3 separate regions of the Mus musculus genome follow, and regions 1 and 2 are each linked to region 3. The links are chromatin contacts, called in public HiChIP or PLAC-seq maps. All regions are on one chromosome and are shown on one strand. The core of a region is the stretch at or near the end of the contact, and the rest is flanking DNA. Distances in the headings are between cores, read along the strand shown.

Evidence for each region. HiChIP or PLAC-seq counts read pairs in DNA pulled down with a chosen protein or histone mark.
Region 1: a contact with region 3 is called in an HNF4G HiChIP or PLAC-seq map of pancreatic cancer cells. The contact joins the promoter of Noxo1 here to the promoter of Pdpk1 in region 3. A contact is called at or near these places in 4 of 39 promoter capture datasets (the C10 cell line, cranial neural crest, liver and 1 more) and 1 of 115 datasets of contacts at active chromatin or transcription factors (pancreatic cancer cells).
Region 2: an H3K4me3 HiChIP or PLAC-seq map of embryonic stem cells shows a contact between it and region 3, with 3 times the contacts expected there. The contact joins the promoter of Zfp598 here to the promoter of Pdpk1 in region 3. A contact is called at or near these places in 4 of 39 promoter capture datasets (3T3-L1-derived adipocytes, liver, neutrophils and 1 more) and 2 of 115 datasets of contacts at active chromatin or transcription factors (embryonic stem cells and pancreatic cancer cells).

Annotation. Positions count from the first base shown.
Region 1 is chr17:24,694,940-24,698,285 of GRCm38.p6, reverse strand. Noxo1 (NADPH oxidase organizer 1) reads right to left here and starts at 2,052. Exons shown (of 9, transcript NM_001357836.1): 1 at 1,290-2,052; 2 at 1-66. Gfer (growth factor, augmenter of liver regeneration) reads left to right here and starts at 2,130. Exons shown (of 3, transcript NM_023040.3): 1 at 2,130-2,455; 2 at 2,836-3,032. The coding sequence starts at 2,219.
Region 2 is chr17:24,668,335-24,671,549 of GRCm38.p6, reverse strand. Zfp598 (zinc finger protein 598) reads right to left here and starts at 1,863. Exons shown (of 12, transcript NM_183149.2): 1 at 1,577-1,863. The coding sequence starts at 1,792.
Region 3 is chr17:24,140,029-24,143,130 of GRCm38.p6, reverse strand. Pdpk1 (3-phosphoinositide dependent protein kinase 1) reads left to right here and starts at 1,537. Exons shown (of 14, transcript NM_011062.4): 1 at 1,537-1,694. The coding sequence starts at 1,671. It overlaps Gm33409 (a long non-coding RNA gene), which reads right to left and starts at 1,568. Exons shown (of 2, transcript XR_876671.3): 1 at 971-1,568; 2 at 533-680.

The DNA.
Region 1 (3,346 bases), core at 803-3,302, 550 kb before region 3:
AACACTGCCCTAAGTAGAGTCCCTTCGAAGCACTCACAATCCAGGAAAGAGTTCAGTTTCCTGGTTCTTGAAGCACAAAAAAACGAGAGAGGATTCATCACAGGAAGACTGCCAGGGGGAGGGGCAAGCCTGGGCAGATGGAAGAAAAGGCCCTTTGTACAAGACTGTTCTCAAACAGAACCACCTGGGGCTCCTCTCCTTCCTTAGTCAGGGGAAGAAAAACTGTAGGGAGTTCCACCACCAAAGCACCTGCCGCCTCAACTTCACCTGCCCCCTCTGCCTCTTCATCCTGCTGTGACCTCCTCCAGGGTGTGCCTAACAGCTTGCTCTTTGAATCCACCCTGGGCTACAGTACAGTATGTTACAGACACAGACAACCTTGAGTCAACTACTGGGTCCTTTTTTGGTTGCTTTGGTTTGGTTTGGTTTTGGTTGGTTGTTTTTGTCTTGTTTTGCTTTGAGATAGGGTTTTGCCAAAGTTGGGAATATTACTGTCTTAGGCTCCCGAGTAGCTAGGTCATAAAGCCAATCTCCTTACTTAGCTAAGTCTTGGCATTACCTTTAATAACTTTCTGGCTTTTTTTCAGAAATGTTGGAAGTCAGAAGACAGAAGCTGGAAAAGTGAGGAATTGTGAGCCCCTCTTACCACTCAGTTGACAGCCCCTGTCTACCCCTCCCAACCTTAGATGCTCTTCACTCTATCTAGCCACTGCCTCTCTCAGATGCACACAGAGGAGCCCCCAACTCTGGGTTCCTCCCTGTCTCTTTAAAAAAATCTGTTCTCAGTGGGGTAGCACATGCCTTTAATCCCAGCATTTGGGTGGCAGAGGCAGGTAGATTTCTGAGATCAAGGCCAGCCTGGTCTACAAAGAGAGTCCAGGACAGTCAAGACTGGTTACACTAAGAAACCCTGTCTTGAAATACACACACACACACACACACAAAATCCACTGTCCCAAATTGCCCAACATCTCTGTTTTTAGGGAAAAAAATGCCAGTTGCTACCATGGTCATAAGTAGGCCTTGCCGGACTCTGGATTCTGCCTCTATCTCCTCTACCTTCCCTAGACCCTGCCCCCAGCGTCACTGGTGTTTCTGTAAAATGTCAAGCATTTGAGCTGATTTCTTATCCCAAAGGCCTGTGCCTAAGGGTCTCCTCACCCCCTGCACAGCTTTCATCAGTTTTGTAAATATGATTCTGGTGTACTGGGTTTTCCGCATTTGCATCACTGGTTAAAGGCTAAAGAGGGAGGCTTGTTCCTTGTTCTGCTCAGTGGAGGAAACAGCACCTGGAGAGAGCAGCCACTCTACAAATATTTGCAGAAAGAGTAAATGAACACATGGAGGCAGCGGAAGGAATTCTTCCTGTGATGGCACAGGCGTTTAAGTCAAACACTTGAAGAGGTGGTGTGGTGGCAAAAAGATTCAAGAATTCAACATCATCTTCACTCAGCTACATACAGAGTTCAAAGTTAGTCCAAGTTACATGAGACCCTGTCTCCAAAAGAAAAAAAAAAAGGAAGAAATTCCTGAGGCTGCTATTAAAATAGGCATAATAATCTTTTATCCAAGCTAGAGGATGAGGACACGCCCTCTCTCAAGGTTGCGCAGTGGGGGACAGTTACTAGGGCACAGGTAGCCTCTGGCAATAAGTACTGTCTGGTCTCTGTGAGGCCACGCCCCGTCGCGCGTTGCTAAGGCACCGAGAAGCGTGTAGGTGGGCACGTCGTAAGGCAGGAAGACCCCAAATTTTGCCGCCCTTAGGTGTCTGAGCCAAGCGATGGGGGTGATGCGAGAAGCATCTCGGAACTCATCTCAGTCCAAGATCTCAGCACAGCCGCAGCGCGCCTTCCACGACACACTTCACATCTGCCGGAGGAAGCCTGAACCCCACCATGGACCACGCACGCCGGGCTCGCGGCGGGTCACCAGGCGCAAGAGTACCCGCAGAGCCGGAGCCGCAGCCGCCAGTGCCGCCTCGGCCTGGGCCTCCGGCGCCGCCTCCTCCCGCCCCGAGGCCTCCTACGCCTCCGCGACCCGGGCCGCCGCCTCGGCCCCCAGCCCCGCCCCGCCGCCAGGCCCCGCCTCCTGCCCCGGCCTGAGCCCAGCCCCGGGCTGCGGTTCCCGCTCCTGCCGCCGCGCGCCGGCGGTGGCGTGCACGCTCCTCCGAACTGTCGCCGGCACGCCCTCTTGGCCCCGCTGCCCGCACGCCAGCAAGATGGCGGCGCCCAGCGAGCCGGCGGGCTTCCCTCGCGGCAGTCGCTTCTCCTTCCTGCCGGGCGGCGCGCGCTCCGAGATGACCGACGACCTGGTGACTGACGCGCGGGGCCGCGGCGCAAGGCATAGAGACGACACCACCCCTGCCGCGGCCCCGGCGCCGCAAGGTTTGGAGCACGGGAAGCGACCGTGCCGGGCCTGCGTGGACTTCAAGTCGTGGATGCGGACCCAGCAGAAGGTGCAGATGCCCCGCTTGGCCGCCCGGTCCCGGTCCCCCACACACCTGGTTTCCAGGTTCCCGTTCGGCTACCGCACGGCCCAAACCCTCAGGGTTGGCTATGCCTAAACATGTTTACCCCTCACCCACACACACCGTTAGGCTCAAACTTTTGCGCTTTCAGCCACTGGCTAGTCAGATCGAGTTAGTAGGCTGTCAACTGAAAAAGGGAGCGTTCTTGTTTCCTTTATTATTATTATTATGATTATTATTAGTGATAATGGGAATTCGAACCGAAGGCCTCTGGCGTACAACGCAAGCAGTCTGCCACTGGGTTGGAATTTTATGGGCTTTCTGGTTGGGTAAGAGTGAATTGACCTTTAGTCGGCCTACTTCTGCAGCGGGACATCAAGTTTAGGGAGGACTGTCCACAGGATCGGGAAGAATTGGGTCGCCACACCTGGGCTTTCCTCCATACGCTGGCCGCCTATTACCCGGACAGGCCCACGCCAGAACAACAACAGGATATGGCCCAGTTCATACATATATTTTCCAAGTTTTACCCCTGCGAGGAATGTGCGGAAGACATAAGGAAGAGGTAAGTTGTGGCTATACCTCTTGTCAGTAAGGTCCCTAGAGCGGGCCTAGCTGATGCCGGGCGGTGGTGGCGCACGCCGTTAATCCCAGCACTTGGCAAGCAGTGGCAGGTGGTTTTCTGAGTTCGAGGCCAGCCTGCTCTACAGAGTGAGTTCCAGGACAGCCAGGGCTACACAGAGAAACCCTGTCTCAAAGAAACACAAAAAAAGGGGGGGGGGCATAGCTGATGTCATAGAGAGGGGCCTAGAACAGTAGATTCAGAAGTGACAGGTTCCTAGGAGAGGGGACACCAAAAGGGATGTTGGGGTTTGGGGG
Region 2 (3,215 bases), core at 614-3,113, 530 kb before region 3:
TCAAAAGCCCCTGCCACAGAGCTCTTAGAGGTGTGAGGCTCAGGAAGACTGAGGGAGGGCAGACACTGGCTACAGCTGACATATGTATGTATGTTCACTCACTTCCTGAGTGAGACCCAGAGCCCAGGCCAGGACGACGTACATAAGGACCTACAAAATGTCTCCCTTCCTAGAAGGAAGCTACAGGTATGTGTGCTCAAAACCCGTGTCAGACCTTCCCATCAGCGTGTGCACGACTGGCCAGCAAAGCCCCAGCAAGACCCTGAGTAGGACACCAGCCAAAAGCTTCCAGAGATGTTTCTAAACCCCAGATCTCATCCAGTAGGGTAAGGCTCCTTCCACCACACTATGTCTGGGGTCTTCTAGTCCCTCTTCCCCAGTATGACATAGATGCTTAGGGAATGTTCCAGATTCCAGCTGAGTCTTTTGACATAAATATCAAGAAAGAAAAGCTGGGTGTGCTGGGTATGGTGGAGAATGACCTAGCCCTCAGGAGGTAGAGGCAGGTGGATCTGTGTGACTTCAAGGCCAGTCTGGTCTAGAGAATGAGTTCCAGGACTGCCAGAGCTACAGGCCCTGTCTCAAATACGGGATATGGTGGTGCACTGCCTTTAATCTCAGAAATCAGGAGGCAGATACTGGTTCTACATAACAAGTTCCAGGCCAGCCAGGACTACATAGTGAGACCCTATCTCAACGAGAAAGAAAAAGGTCAGAAAGAAAAGAAAAAAAAAAAAAAAAACTCAAAATTTTGGCATCATTTCTATCTCTGCATCACTTCTAAGAACAGGAAAGGGTGATTCCCTGGCAGAAGCCACTAGCCAAAACCTTCCACGAACCAACCAAGGTAATTTCACAATTCTGGAAGCAAACAGATCTCTACGGGCAGCAAACCAAGGGAGGTTCAGCTGGATACTCCCCATCAAAGGCTGGCATTGCTGGAGTCCTCTGACCCCCTTCGGGATTTCCAAGTCTAGACAGCCAGAAACATCCTCTTCCCACCACTCTGGAAGGAAGCCTCAAAGCTAGAACTAGTAACGAGGAGGAAAACTTCCTAAAATTGTGGACCACCAAGCACCTAGGAATCAGGTCCTGGTATCACCTCCACTCTACAAATGGAAACGCTGTCTCAGGAGCTAAGGATCACCGGTGGGGCCCAGAAGCCCAACTAGTCTGGAAATGTCCAGTTTAACCCTTTTTTTCCAGAGCAGTCAGCTTCCAGAATAGACAGTGTCTGGAGGTTCCCCCTGGCTGTCTGCTCCTCCTCAGTGACGATCCCGAAAAAATTAAGATTCACAGACAGGAGGGCTCTCGACCTGACCTTGCCCTTCCCGCAGCCAGGTCATAGGGAAAAGTCCCCAGGCTTAGAGTTCCCACAGACATCGCTCCTCCTTCCCCAGCCCGGCCGCCTCTGGCTTCTCCCAGCCCCAGGAGGCCCGGTGATCGCATGGCGCCCCGACCGACCACCCGGCCTCCGGAGGGAGCGGGTGAGGCCAGGCCGCGGCCGGACACCGAGCAGGCAAAGCCATCAGGAGTCCGCCCTCCCCGCGCCCCGTCGCGCGCCCCGCTGGCGCACCTGGCGCAGCTCCTCGCGGCACACGGCGCAGTAGCGCTGCTCGCACAGCACCCGCATCTTGGTAGAGCACCGGTAGCACACCGGGTGATCGCAGCGGCCCAGCGCCGTAGCCTCCAGGTCACCGCAGCACAGCACGCAGCTCCCGCCGCCCCGCTCCGGCGCTGCCACCGCCTCCAGAGCCGCGCGCCGCCCCTCGGCGCCCGCCGCCGCCGCCATGGCCGGGCTCCGGCCCCCTCCTGGCCGGCGCGGCACAGCGCGGCCTGGCTCCCGGCGGACCCGCCCCTTCCGTCGACGTCACTGCCCTCAGGCAACCGCCCGCCTGGCGGAAGTGCGCACTGCGACTTCCGCCCGGGCCTGGTGTTGTACAGAGCTGCCATTCGCTCATGACTGCTGCTCAAGCCTTTCCAGTCATTTAAATGCGGAGTCTCTCCGCCTTCGCCGACGCAAGCTCTGGAAACGCCGGAGGAGCTACAGGGTTTCCAGCATCATTTCCGATAAAACACGAACTGTGGTTTGTTTTTCGAGACAGGGTTTCTCTGTGTAGCCCTGGCTGTCCTGGAACTCACTCTGTACACCAGGCTGGCCTCGAACTCAGAAATTCGCCTGCCTCTGCCTCCCAAGTGCTGGGATTAAAGGCATGCGCCACTATGCCCGGCTCGATCAGTCTTAAGCTAAGTATCACACAAACATTACTTGGACGTAGTATGTAGTATGTTTGTATCTTAAATGCAAATTTCACTGGATGTCCTGGGAACATAGCTTAGTGGCAGAGACTTGCCTACCGTGCCTAGGTTCCATTCCCAGCACAAAATACATACATAAGTAATTCAGCTAGTAATGACTGAATCCGACAAATTTTTAGGAACCTTTCTATAGCCCTGCACCTCTCTTGTGTTTGGAACATAAGCCTCTGACATCAGGACATCCAGACATTCTCACCCAATCCCACTAGAGAAGGGACCTCGTGTTTTCTTGGTTGTAAGACAGACACATCCAGCCAGACATAGTATGTAGGAAAGGGAAGCACCCAGAGGTGCTTGAGTGGATAGTAGTGAACCGGAGGCTTCAAGTCTGCAGCTGTTGGGCGGTCTCCGGATTTCTGATGAAGCGAGATGGGTCCAAATCTGAACCCTTTCTAGAAAGAGTCAGTATATTGTGTGTGTGACCCCAGAGTGCCTATGGCTAGCTAGAATCAGAAATGACTTAAACCCCTAATCCTGGTACCTAGACTTACATGCTTCTGAACTAGGTTGCCCCACTGAAGCCTATAACCTCATTTGTAAAACTGGGGTCGCCATACCAACTATGTAAAGCAGACCGGGCTACATTTGCCATCTTCGGACAGATAGGGGGATTTACCTTTCTTAGGCAACTGGGCAGGGCTAAGTATTGTTAAAATGACAGGGTGTGGTCACATACCTTTCATCCTAGCACTCACAGGCATAGACTTTGTAAGTTTTGAAGTCAGCCTGGTCAACATAGTTTCAGGCCAGCCATGGCTACGTAGAAGTGAGACACTGTCTCAAAAAAAAAAAAATCTGTTAAAATGGAGGACTGGAGAGATGGCTCAACAATTAAGAGCACTAGCTTTTCTTGCAGAAGTCCTAGGTTCAATTCCCAGCACCACATGAAGGCTCAC
Region 3 (3,102 bases), core at 288-2,787:
GGCCCCCTCCTGTCGGTGCTGGAACTTTGACTGGCTTGATCCTATGCAGGTGAGCACAGCAGTGGTGAGACCCTCGGTGCCAGGCCACATCAGGGTCAGAGTCAGCATTTCTCAGCATTGCTCCTCTTACATTCCCAAGGTTCCCTAAGCCTTATTTGGAGGGGGACTCATATAGATGCTCCCTTTTATTTATCTTGTGTTTGTTTGTTTTGCAAGACAGAGTTTCTCTGTGTAGCCCTGCCTCTGCCTCCTGAGTGCTGAGATCAAAGGAATAAGCCACTATGACCTGGTTCTAGATGCCCCATTTAAGGCTGAATACTCACAGTAATTTTCAGCACTTTAAATTATTTTACACAAATGACAAATATCTGGAAAGGGTGGTGAATACCTATACCCAAGCACTAGGAAATCTAAGGCAGAAAGATCATGAATTCAAGACAAGCCCAGTCTACATAGTGATGTCCAGGCTAGCCAGGGTTACATACTGAGACACTGTCTCAAAAACACCACAAAAAACAAAGGGCGCAAGGGCTATGGGTGTAATTTAGAAACATTTAATTTTGAGATGATCTAGCATGTGTGAGGTCTTGAGTTAATTCCCAACACTGAAAAAAAAATGGGGAAGGTCTGTAGAGATGGCTCAGTATGATGCCTGCTATGCAGGCAAGTCCTCAGCACTCCTGTAAAAGAAAGCTGGAGATGGTGGGGGTGTGTCTGTACCTTCACCCCTGGGAAAACAGAGACAGGGGGACCACTGCATCTCACTGGCCAGCCAGCCAGCCAAGAGGGATCAGCAAGTTCCAGGTAGCGACTGGTATAGGAAGACATCTGACAAACCCACAAAGTGGACACACACATACACTGTACACACAGCGCAAAAAGTTTACAAAAATTGTATGCGTTTCACCATAATTTAAAAAAACATCTACAGCGGTTGTCATAATGACAACTAAAGGAGGATGTGGCATACCTGTCATTTCAGCAGCTGGGAGGCTGAGACAGGATTGCCGCAAGTAGGAGGCCAGTCTGTTCTCGATAGTGAGATCCTGCTGGGAAAGGAAAAAAAAAAAAAAAGCAAGCTCACAAAGACGTCCATCAAAATATTGGCAAAAACAGGTTCATCAGGAGTGACAGGACGGCTTGTTTTCTGCTTCAAATCATAGCCCAATTTCTCTCCCAGATTACTCGTGACCTGTGAATCAGATTCAAGTTGTCCTGGCAGTAGGTTCGAGCTCAGCCTTGCTGCTGCCCCAGGCGTGACCTTGGCCCGCTGGCTACGGAGCCTCAGTTTACCTGACAGGGAACGCGGATGACAGCTCGGCGCTCCGGCCCCGGCCCCTCCCCGTCACTTCTGATTGGCTCGCTCAGCCTCCCTCGACAAGCGCGCCGGGCCCCAACCCGGAAATACGGCTCTTGGTCGGGGGCGGGGCCCTCACGGCCCGCCGCCAATGACAGCTATACTGACCAATGGGCGAGAGGAGCGGCGGCTACGTCGCGGAAGTCCTGCTTAGCGTCGCGCGGGGGCGGGGTGGCGCTGGGGGCGGCAGGCGGCGGGGCGGGCGCAGGATGAGGGCGGCCATTGCTGGGGCTCCGCCGCGGGGAGGAGGACGCTGAGGAGGCGCCGAGCAGCGCAACGCTGCGGGGGAGGCGCCCGCGCCGACTTGGGGCTCATGGCCAGGACCACCAGCCAGCTGGTGAGCGCGCGGCTGCTGTAGGGCGCACCGGTCCGTTACCCGGGAGCGTGGCGGTCGCCTGGGTTCTGCTGGGCGAGGCGGGGCGGCCCGGTGTCGCGGGCCGGGCGGCGCCTCACCTGCGGCTGGGTGGCGGGCAAGACTGTTGGCACCGGCCGAGGGTTCCTCTCGGCTGCGGCAGGGAATGCGGGCCCCGGCTCGGGCTGTCGGCGGCAGCCGGGGGCGCTGACAGGGCACGGAGGGCGGGGGAGGCCGGGAGGTGTCACCCGGTCGGGCGGGGTGGAAGTGCCTGGAAAGTTTGTTTTCGGCTCTGTGCAGCCTGGAGCCGAGCCTCTGGGCTTACCTTGAGGTCCTGCCCGAGGAGGAGCATTCTCCATCCTTTACCTGGAGGAGGTTCCTGGGAAGCAGGAGATGTGAGTTCCTGCTTGTAGCACCTGATGCTGGAGGCTCCTTTCCAGATTCTTGGTCAGCGGGGCATTTCGGTCCTCCTCTTGCCTGCAGTTCTACGCTCAGTGAGGTGGGAAGCCCTGGGAGGCCGGGCTTAGAGGCCCCAGCGAGGGCAGCCTAAGTTTGACAGGGAGGAGGGGTTGGGGGGGGCGGGCGGAAGGACGAGGACGACAAAACCAACCACTTGTTGGGTGAAATGTTTGTTTTCTCTGTGTTGTTAAATAAGTATCCATAGTTGTATTTTCTGGTAAGTTTTAGAGTTCTTAGATCAGCGTGTCTGCCTTGTATGAGATATGAAGTGGCTGATGAGAAGATGTCAGACGCCGAGCAAGATTTGGTTCAAAAGGCAAACCTCCTTGGGCTAGGGCTGTGGTTCAGTGGTAATCTGCTTGCTTCACATGTTCAGGGCTCTTGGGTTCGATCCTCACTCCAGCTTTCAGGGAGTGGGGCGGGATGGGAAGAGGGTTGTTGGTCTCTTTATTCGAGGGGACTGAAGAAACTCACTTGGTTCAGTATGGTCTAGGATGTGTCTGTGGTAGTGGTTTTTGGAGGGTCATGAGCCCCTTTAAGAATCAAAGTATGGGCTCCTTTTGAGAAGCATACACAGTTGCACGGAATTTTGTTGCTACCAGAGGCTCAAGAGCCTTCTGCATCTCATCCATGGACTTGAAGTTATAACCCTCTACTGTGAGATGGATGGTAATTAATCCAAATTCTAAAAGGAGGAGGACCTATCCAGCTGAGAAAAATGGTGAAAGGCAAAAAAGGGTGTTGCAACACTTGTGTCTTTACCCCGGGGTGCTTGGGCTAGCACGCAAAAACATGAATCGTGGAAGTCAGAGTGACAGTACTTTGGATATTTATGAAGTGAACTTTGACACAGAGATGCTTTTGCAATGTGTAAGGTGTGTATCTGATGGTGTCTATGGGAAGAGGAAAAGTGTGTTTTCTCACTTTGTCTTGA